Linked DNA regions of Gossypium hirsutum: region 2 is linked to region 1. Evidence: chromatin contacts called from public Hi-C data. All regions are on one chromosome and are shown on one strand. Each heading gives the region's core, a stretch centred on a gene start, on an enhancer-like site or on the middle of the called end of the contact. The rest is flanking DNA. Distances are from core to core; before and after follow the strand shown.

Region 1 (4,679 bases), core at 2,027-4,526:
TCAACACCCACACAAAAAACTCTCTCCCCAGCCCCCGGTCTGGCCGCAGCTCTGATCACCGACCACCGCATCGGCCGCTGGTCTCGGCGACGGCGCCGCCATATGCGGTGGCCAAAAAAGTTTAAAACTTCGATCCGAACCTCTTAGAGCCTCTAAACTCGAATCTAAGCCCAAAATTTTCAATGTATTGATAAAAAGGCCCCAAATCTCAAGAAACCTTTTGGTTTTTGGCCGTCTATCCTCGAAGACGACTTCCTCAATCGTCCGCGGCGGCAAAGACTCGAATATAGGTCAGTTTTTTCTTGTTTATTTACTTCCGTATGCAAATAACAAATAAACAACTAATATATATAAGAACAATAGACCAAAGCGAAAATAGAAACTAAAAATATCAACCTTGAACTGATTTTTTTTGTCTTGATTTCTCCGAATATGTGTAAAAAATATACATGGTTGATGCGGCCTTTTATAGCCGATTTACATGCCGTTTATGTTTGCTTTTGCTTTTTGCTTCTGTGTCTGTCTTCCTTATTTATTGTTTGCAGATTTTGGCAAGGTCAACAAGCATTGGAAGAATAACCCTGGCCCTTTTGGTGCAAAGCCGGTGGTGTCTGTCGTGCTTCGGGCGTCGAGTGCGCTGTAAAGGCATGAGGGGACGTACGACGCACTGGGGCTGTCTGGTTGTGGGTTGAATTGGGTCTATTGGGCTTGATATGTAATGGACGGTTTAATATACCTTCTTTTTGGAGTTTTATTTATTTTGATTTTGGATGTTGGGTCTTACTGGGCCCCGGACTAAATTGGCCCACTACAGTACTAATGGAAGATGAGTTTGTAAGTGAAGAGATTAATTTAGAGGGAGCCGACTTTCAACATATGTAAACCCCATCCTGCAAACATAGAATTTACCTAGGACGACATGTTGAATCTCATGATTGGCTCGCCAAATTATGCTTATTAGAAACATCGTATGGAGATTTTTATTTTATCAATAGACGAAAGAGCATGGTAATTGAATATGGATGGACTCAACCTACTGTCACTATTGCTCATGGCACTATAAACCCAAAGGAAATAAGCAAATATAGTACTAAACAACATTGCTTAATGGGTAAATCTGTTAAGAAAGCATGGGATAATTCTGCAAAATCAACATAAAGGGAATGCTGTTTTACGCATGTCAATAATTTATATTTTAACATTCAAATTCGAAAAGCTTAAAATAATTGAAGATGCGTCTTACAATTTTTTGAAGAGACAAAATCAAAATATATTCGAACAATAATGGTATTGGAGGATAATTGAAGATTATATTAATTAATGATGTAATATAATATCATGATATTAATTTTTCAAATTTTTTTCTATAAATTTATACTAGAGCTCTTAAAATTCTTTTTTTATCTTTATGTTATTTTTTGGTGCAGGTGAAAAATATTTTGAGACTTTATTTTGAAGAAAAAGTCAAATTTCAACAATTATTTTTTTAATCACTATTATTAAATATGTTTATTAAAGTTAATTTAAATATCTTTCCTATTTATTATGAACTATTATTATAATTAATACATGTTTTTTTTTATTTTTAAAATTAACATATTTTTTTAAAATAAAAAAATTTAAAAATTAATCGTGTAAAAATACATATAACATATAATATTAAAAACTAATTGTTATAAAAGAGAATGAAAATGATTCACCTGTTTGTCAGTGATAATATGTACAATACTTTGGGCATTGAACAGCAGCTGGGACCCAATACCTGCCCCATCACCTTATATATTTTGCAATTTAGTTTGAAATAATTAAAATAAATTATATGTTATAATATAAATAAATATATAATTCTTAATTACTAATATATTAAAAATTATTTTAAAAAGTGATACACCAGTTTAAATATAATTTATAATAAAAATAAATATTAAAAATTTTATTACTCGCGTATGCATGTGAAAGTTACGTATTTGGAATATAGTGATTTGCTTGAAAATAACATATAATAAATAATAAAACATATAGTTTGAAACTAATTAATAATAATAAATAAAATGTGTACCATATTAAATTGGAAAATATTAGATTAAAATGAGAGCGAGACGAAATTTAAACACATAAGTTGTGTACATTAAAATAAAAATACATAAAAAAATTAAAATAAAACTTTGGTTGAGAGGTAAATTTAAGATTTTATTAATTAAATTGGTGTGAGTTCAAATCCCATTGTATACATATTTTTATTAATTTTGTTAAAATAAAAAGAATTTAAGTACCCTAAAATAATAAAACTTAAATTCAGTGAAAGATAAAAGGAGATGGAAAACGACTTGATCTCAGCCCCTCTCCCGCTGTCCATGGTGGAGGAGAAAGCCGCCAAAAAAGTTCGCTTTCGGAATGATTAGTCTGTTCATGAAGATCAGTTGATGGGGGTGGACAGTAATGGAAATCCCTTGAGGATTGACATGAATATGGTTGGGCGTAGGTCCTTCAAGGATATGTTGGTAGAATCTGTGGATTTGGCGAATCGGAGACCACAAGAGGAAGATGATGATGATTTGCAATTGTTAGAGGATGGATGTGTCTGTTGGGACGAAAGATAATTTGCTATCGGTTAGATTTTCTGATCGAGTTCATCATCTTTTATATAAGAGCATGTCTCGGGCAATAGTTGTCACTTGTCAAATTGCTTGGAAGAAAGATTGGTTATCATGCACTTACCAGCAGGATTTATAGTCTGTGGAAGTCGTCAACACCTATTAGTGTCATGGATTTAGAAAATTATTATTATTTGGTTAAGTTCCAATTTAAAGCAGATTATGTTAGAGCACTACTGAAGGACCTTAGGTTGTGTATGGGCAATATTTAACAGTTTAACCTTGGTCGGAGAATTTTTCTACTTCCCAACCTTTCCCGGCTAGTGTGGTTGCTTGGATTCGACTCCCTGGGATTCTTGAATTCATGTATAGAAGAAATGTTATCAAGACCATCGAAGAATTGATTGGCCGTGTTATCAAACTAAGATAATAATACAGGGAAGGCTCAGTATGGACGTTTGTTCGCATGGCTATTTTATTGGATTTGAACAAACCCCTTGTTTCTAAGATTAAAATAGATGGTTGTGTGCAACGAGTGGGGTATGAATCTCTTCCTAATGTTTGCTTCGCTTGTGGGAATTATGACCATATGAAGGAAAACTGTTTTACGTAGGTTAAGCACAATAGGCCGATGGAGGAGGGTGGTGTTATGCTGAGTGCGGTGAGAGGTGTTGCTGTTCATAGTGTGGAGGTTGATGCTTGAAAAAAGATTGATAAACAGGTTGAAATGGAGGCGTTTGGTGAGTGGAAGTTGGTGATTCGTCGGAGCCGTAACCTAGTAGAAAGTCTACCACCGGAGATGGGACAAAGGAACAGGTGGGTTTTCAAGGATCACGCTTTAATGTGCTGCACGAATTTCAGAATAAAAATTCCGTTGAAAATCAAGCTACAGATCATACAAAATCAGCTAATGTTAAGGGCAAAGGGATTTCTATTTATGACAACCCACTGGGAGTTGATGAGGAGGTTTGTTTTATGATGGTTGATAAAGAACAAGGGGACTCTAGGCCCAAGGATGTATTGATCCATAATTTTATGGATCCAATAAAGAAATCTAACAGGCCCAATATTATAATGGGAAGCTCTTCTAAAGGTGGCAATAAATCTGAGGATCTGGTTGGTGATTTATCTCTTATACATGTTGGCCTAAGTTCATCTAACCTAAGCATAGATAAAACCCTATCTGCTCAAGTGACTTCCCAAAATTTCAATAACATGTTAGTGAGGGGAAAGCACATTTCTATGGTGAAAAGGGTTCCGAAAACTTTGTTGGATGCTGCTTTCCACTCAGTGGTCTCATTCGTGGAGAATTTTGACCCGAATATCATGTCTGATGCAACGCCAAATCTACTTCTTCCCTAGTTGTTGCTAAATACAATCCCAAGTCAATGAAGAAGGGGGGTTCTAAAAAGTTGAGGAAACCACCCAATATCAATTTACTTAAGGTTAAGGGTAATAGATTTGAAGTCTAGGATCCTGATGCGATGTCCAAAATTGCAGAAAACATCGGGATTGATAAGTCAAATAATGAACCTTATTCTGCGAATGGAGGGCTATCAGAGGTTAATGCAATTGATGCTTCTTCTATTTGAAACGGTTTGGTCTTCTTATCTCTTTTTGATTATGATGTTACCGAATGTTTTCGTGTGAAACTGTCAAGGGGGAGCTAGTCCTAAATTTTTCAGAGTAGTTAGAAGTTATTTGGATGATTATGATTTTGAGGTTGCATCTTTTCTTGAGTCTAGAATTAGTGGTCTTAAGGCTGATAATTATTTCCAAGCTTGGGTTTGATTGTTCGCACATAATTAAAGCTCGAGGATTATTCGGAGGTTTGTGGGTCTGTTGGAAAAAGAGTGCTCAGGTTCATGTTATTAATAATGATCCACAGTTCGTCCATTTCTACATCAAGAAGAACTTGGTTTTTAAGAAGTTGTTTGTGCCATTTGTTTATGGTAGCCCAGACAAGCGATTACGTAGTTTTCTTTGGGAGCGGTTGGATCATTTGGCTCATTCGATTAAGGACCCTTGGGTGTTGTTAGGGGATTTCAACTCATTTTTATTTCCGGATTAGAAGAGAAGGGGTCG
Region 2 (5,128 bases), core at 1,839-4,338, 60 kb after region 1:
GAAAGTATTCAGTTTCCCAAAGAAACGAAAAACAGAAAAATAGTATACCTCTTCATCACCTTCATCTCCGTCAAAATCCTCTTCACCGGCCTCCTGCATCAAGAAAGTTCCAATAACAATTAGCAAAGGGAAACAAAACATGATCACGAAAAACAGTATGTACAACAAATCATGAGAAGCAGGAGGAAAAAAGAGGTTACATTGTTGAAATAAGTGAGAGGATTGGGCCATAAATCCTCCTTGATAATCTCTGCTACCTGCAGTGTTCATCAAATGAAAGCTTAGACCAGCGCTGTTACAGAATGAGTAAAATAAACTAATAGTACATGCATAGAGAATTTACCTCATCATGAATTTCATCCATGTCATCTTTTTGCTGAGCATCAGCAAACCAGGTAAAGAAGCTGTGTTATATGTTGATAAAATTTAGCACAATACAGAATTGGTTTGCAGTGTGACTCATAAATGAAGGATCAAATACAAGTGGCATAAATGCATATGAACTTCACAACATATTATAAGAAATTTCAAATATGTACATGCATATATATATAAATACATAGCAGTTATAGAAACACCACCAGTATTGTCAGAAGCGGACTGGACCAGCCGGTTGAACTGGGAACCAGTGGTCCAACCAGTTTGACAATGATATATAACCACGAATAGAGCAAACTGCTATGAACCGGAAGAAAACTGGGAACCATGACCAGAAAAAGGCAGTCCAATCAGTTATGTTTTTTTTAACTTTTATTATTTATTTAACTATTGCTCAACTGGTTGGACTAGTAACCGGCTGTCTGACCAGTCCAACCACCGATCCAACTCTTATAACATAGCACGCCACACAAAGTGACTGCATTTCACAGCATGGAGTGATGGAGATATTAATAAACTGATCTCAAGTTTTATGTTACTCAAGTCCTAAGCCTGAGAAAAATTGACTGATGGGTATGATAAACAAACCTTTCTTCGGCAAGTTGTCGCTTGTTTCCTTTTTTCTCATGATTAACTCCATTTGGCAAGCCCTTAACATTTAAGGAAAATAATTTCATATGATATCCAAGGAAAACATAAAACAAGAAGCAGGATAGTCATCAAAAGAGAAGGTCTTACCTTGCCCTCTTTCCACTTGATTGGGGTAGCAGTAATTTTGGTTCCATCATCAAGGAAGGTAAAGGTCTTTGTAAGCTTTGTATTTTCAAAGTACGGATTGGAATTAAAATTCTGAAAAATTATAATAAAGCCGGTCAACAAATCATCAGATATATTAGAGTATGAATTATGTTTCTTCTAACAGTAGTTCAATGCAAGCAAATGAAATTAAGAGCAACTTCAATCACCAAAAATAAGGTAAGAATAGGAATATGAATAAACTTACAAATGTGATAGTGTATCCAGATTTCAGATCTTTAAAATCCTCCACTTCAAGTGAGTTAATATATTTGAATATCTACCAAGAATAATAATTGAAAATAAGAAGATCAATAAATAAGAAAGAATTCACAAAATTCAGGCAAACATCAAGAAACATCTATAAAAAACAAAATCAAAAATCAATGTTGGAAAGTAAAATAAGCGCAAAATGATAAGTTCATTTTGGGAAAGAAGTGACATTAAACCTTCTGATCCTCTTCAGTCAAAAGATCACCAAGAGCAGGATGGCTCAAGAACTGCACATGAAGAATGCAAGTCAATTTAATACATTCTTCTGAACATGTAAACAAATTTAACAAATTGTTCACCATATTAAGAACGGAAGAACAGAATAACTTACAGCTGTTAACCAGAAATCAGGAATTGAATTGATGATTTCATTCCGCTTATCATAGACCGGTTTGCGAACTTCATTGTATTTCTGCTCCACTTCCAAGACTTTCTCACTTGCCTCTTCATTGATCTACAACCAAAAAAACAGAACCGAAAAGCTTACAATCAGAAACACCACATGTGACATTTACCACTTCATCTGTACGCTTGTATGCAAGCATAGCCACATTAAATCACCTGCCTCGCAATAAGACATAATAATCCAAAGTAACTTCACAAATAAAAGAAGAAATCAAAATTGTGCTTAACAAAGCTAGGGGACACTTAGATACACGGAAGAAAACATTAAAGGACTCAATCATACTACAAAGATGATCAGATGCAAGAATTAACAATCAACATTAGATCACCAAATAAATATACATATAAAACAAAGCTTAGCACAATAATTCAGATGAACCCAACATAAAAACAGCATACAAAGCCGATAAAGTACAAATATTAACGACCAGAGCAGTAAATTTTAAACATTTATTTCATCGACCCGCAATTGAAATTACAGCAAATACAATACTTTGACACTTAAAACATCATTCAATTAACATTATACCATAAAAAAACACAAGGAAATCCAAATTTTTTATTTAAAAAATTCTAAAATTTGCTAATTTTCCAGCTCATACACCTTAAACAAGGGAGAAATGAGAAGAAAAAGGAAATCAGCATATACACGCATTATATAAATGAAAAAGCGGCATGTAGATAAAAATGGACCTTCTCAAGCTCGCCTTGGATCTCTTGAAGCTTCTCGATGGAAATGACGAGGTCTCCATCTATTTGATCATGGTTCTCTTCCTCTACTTTCTCTGCTACTTTCATCTTCTTTCCTTTGTCGGCCACCATTTTCTAAACCCTAGAGAACAATATAATAAAACCCTAATCCTAAAAATTTCTGCCTCTTCTCTCCTCTCTCTCACTTTTGCTCCCTTTCTCTTTAAAACCCTAGTTCTGTTTTTCTTGTGTTTTCCCTCTGATATCTACGGGGACAAAAGCGAGTGAGTGAGTGAGTGAGTGAGAGAGAAAGAGTAGAGAATGCTAGGGTTTTGGGAGTTTATATCTGTTCAGTTGGGAGCTGACACCTGTAATGAGGCTACTAAGGTCATTTAATTGTGAGATGTTGAGGGTAGTAAGGGTAATTCAAGGATGGATTCGGATATTTTTGAGTTCTGATGTTCGGAAACAGAATCTTTCTGCGTGCCTTGCGGTAGGTAGTACTTCAACCCATTGTGTCCATAGATAAGGTTGGTTGGTTAGTTTACATTACAAACTTTGATATCTTTGTATAAATATAAAAAAAAACTAATGCCACTTTATTTTTATTTAATTTTAACCTTTCAAATCTTTATATTTTATTATTATATTTAAATTAAGAATTATAAGGATAACATTTGGGATGTAAATTTAGACAAATCTTCTAATGTGGTACCTAAATTTTTCAAAAAAATTATTTTTACATTTGATAAACAGTGATAATTTTTAACCTATTGAAGCACGTGATCCAATGATAAGATTTCATGTGTCATTGTACGTAAAGTTATTTTTGTATTCAAGTAATTCAAGGGACTTAAAGCTAATTATACCAATTCTATTTTTGAGGAAAAAAATCTCTAGAACATTGCCTTTTTCGCATTCTCAACTTTTCGTGTCATCTTTTCTTCTCTGCTCCTTTAATCAATTAAAAATCGAGTTGTAACATAGTGTTACAACAAAGTAGGTAAGTACTCCTAGGATCGTACCCAAGGGAGGCGAGTGCTAGATCTATTCTAACCTAAACACTAAAAGACCTAATTAGTACTGTAACACCCCGAACCCGAGACCGTCACCGGAGTCGAACACGAGGTGTTAACAGACTTTAAACCACTTATAAAAAAAAATTCCCAGACACTGCCAATCTGCGTACTAGTCGCTTTAAAAATCATATCTTGAGTTCAGAAACTTGGAATCCAGTTCCGTAAATTTTCCCTGAAACTAGACTAATATGCCCATCTACATATTTTTTTCTAGAATTTTTGGTTGGGCCAATTAGTACAGTTTATTAGTCAAAGTCTCCCATGTTACAGGGATCGACTACACTGACCTTTGCGCATTACGACTTGGATATCTCCCTGTACAGGGCTTCAATACTGATGTCGTTTGTTTCTATAGAAACTAGACTCAAAGAGGAATCTATACATATATGGCATGACTCCTAATTATCTCTGGTTAATTTATAATGAATTTCCAAAGTCGAAACAAGGAATCCAGAAACCGTTCTGGCCCTGTCTTACGAGAACCTGAATATCTCTTAACATACTGTCCATATGATCGTTTCGTTACTTTCCTATGAAAATAGATTCATCAAGGTTCGTTTACATAATTTATTCACTATTTAATTTCATTCCTACTATTTTTAGTGATTTTCCAAATCTACATCACTGCTGCTGTCAGCATCTGCCTTTAAGGTAGACTTTACCTATTTCATAGTTTCCATGATTCAACTAGCCCTTTTAGCATAAATAGCACAATTTATGATAGTGATTAACCATTCCCATGGCCAATCCTTGTTAAGCATATCCACACCTCTCAATAACCATATTCATACCAAATGATTATAACATTATACTCAAACATATATAAGCCATTTTCGCATGGCTATCCAAAATTATACAAGTCCAAAGGGTCCATGACCCACAACAAAAGGGTAGTCCTATACATGCCATTTCGAAGTTCAACCAAAATTGTACCAAAAGGGGGCTTTGATAGTGTGGGCGACTTCGACTTCAAAATCCCGAGTCCGATAGCTGGAGAACCAAAATCTATAAAACAGAGAATCAAGGAGACGGAGTAAGCAATTTATGCTTAGTAAGTTTTGAGCAAGGGATTCCAGCACAACAAAAGTATAGCATTCATGTAGCTAAATGGATAATTTCATATGCACAATTTTTCAATATCATACTTACTTCACATTACCAACCCTTTTATTCATACACAAAGATCAACTTAGCCAAAGGCCGGTAGCTCATTTATCAACTGAGCGAATACTTATTTGTAAGGGCTCAACTAATTCAAAGCACATACGAAACATACCTCAATGTTGGGATGTTTCAAGCGTATTAACTGAAATTTTTACAGCAAGATCATTCATTCCCAAATCACGTACCTTCGGAATTTAACCGGATATAGCTACTCGTTCAAATGCCTTCGGGACATAGCCCGGTTATAGTAACTCGCACAAATGCCTTCGGGACTTAACCCGGATTTAGTAACTCGCACAAATGCCTTTGGGACTTAACCCGGATTTAGTAACTCGCACAAATGC

The links. Hi-C and Micro-C count contacts between places; a contact is called where the count stands out from the background.
Region 2: a Hi-C map of leaf shows a contact between it and region 1, with 2.7 times the contacts expected there. The contact joins the promoter of LOC107949829 here to the enhancer-like site in region 1. A contact is called at or near these places in 4 of 34 Hi-C or Micro-C datasets (callus, hypocotyl and leaf).

The regions. Positions count from the first base shown.
Region 1 is chrD03:37,840,250-37,844,928 of Gossypium_hirsutum_v2.1, forward strand. No RefSeq gene overlaps it. Among protein-coding and RNA genes, the nearest start is that of LOC107949922, 13 kb to the left of the region's middle. Within about 2 kb of position 3,277, at least 9 of the 9 cell types and tissues checked have an H3K27ac peak or open chromatin away from gene starts, as enhancers often do. A contact at or near this core is called in hypocotyl and leaf, where this site is marked.
Region 2 is chrD03:37,900,258-37,905,385 of Gossypium_hirsutum_v2.1, forward strand. It overlaps LOC107949829 (NAP1-related protein 1), which reads right to left and starts at 3,089. Exons shown (of 10, transcript XM_016884601.2): 1 at 2,545-3,089; 2 at 1,778-1,900; 3 at 1,623-1,673; 4 at 1,382-1,453; 5 at 1,117-1,227; 6 at 967-1,028; 7 at 344-404; 8 at 201-257; 9 at 49-93. The coding sequence starts at 2,673.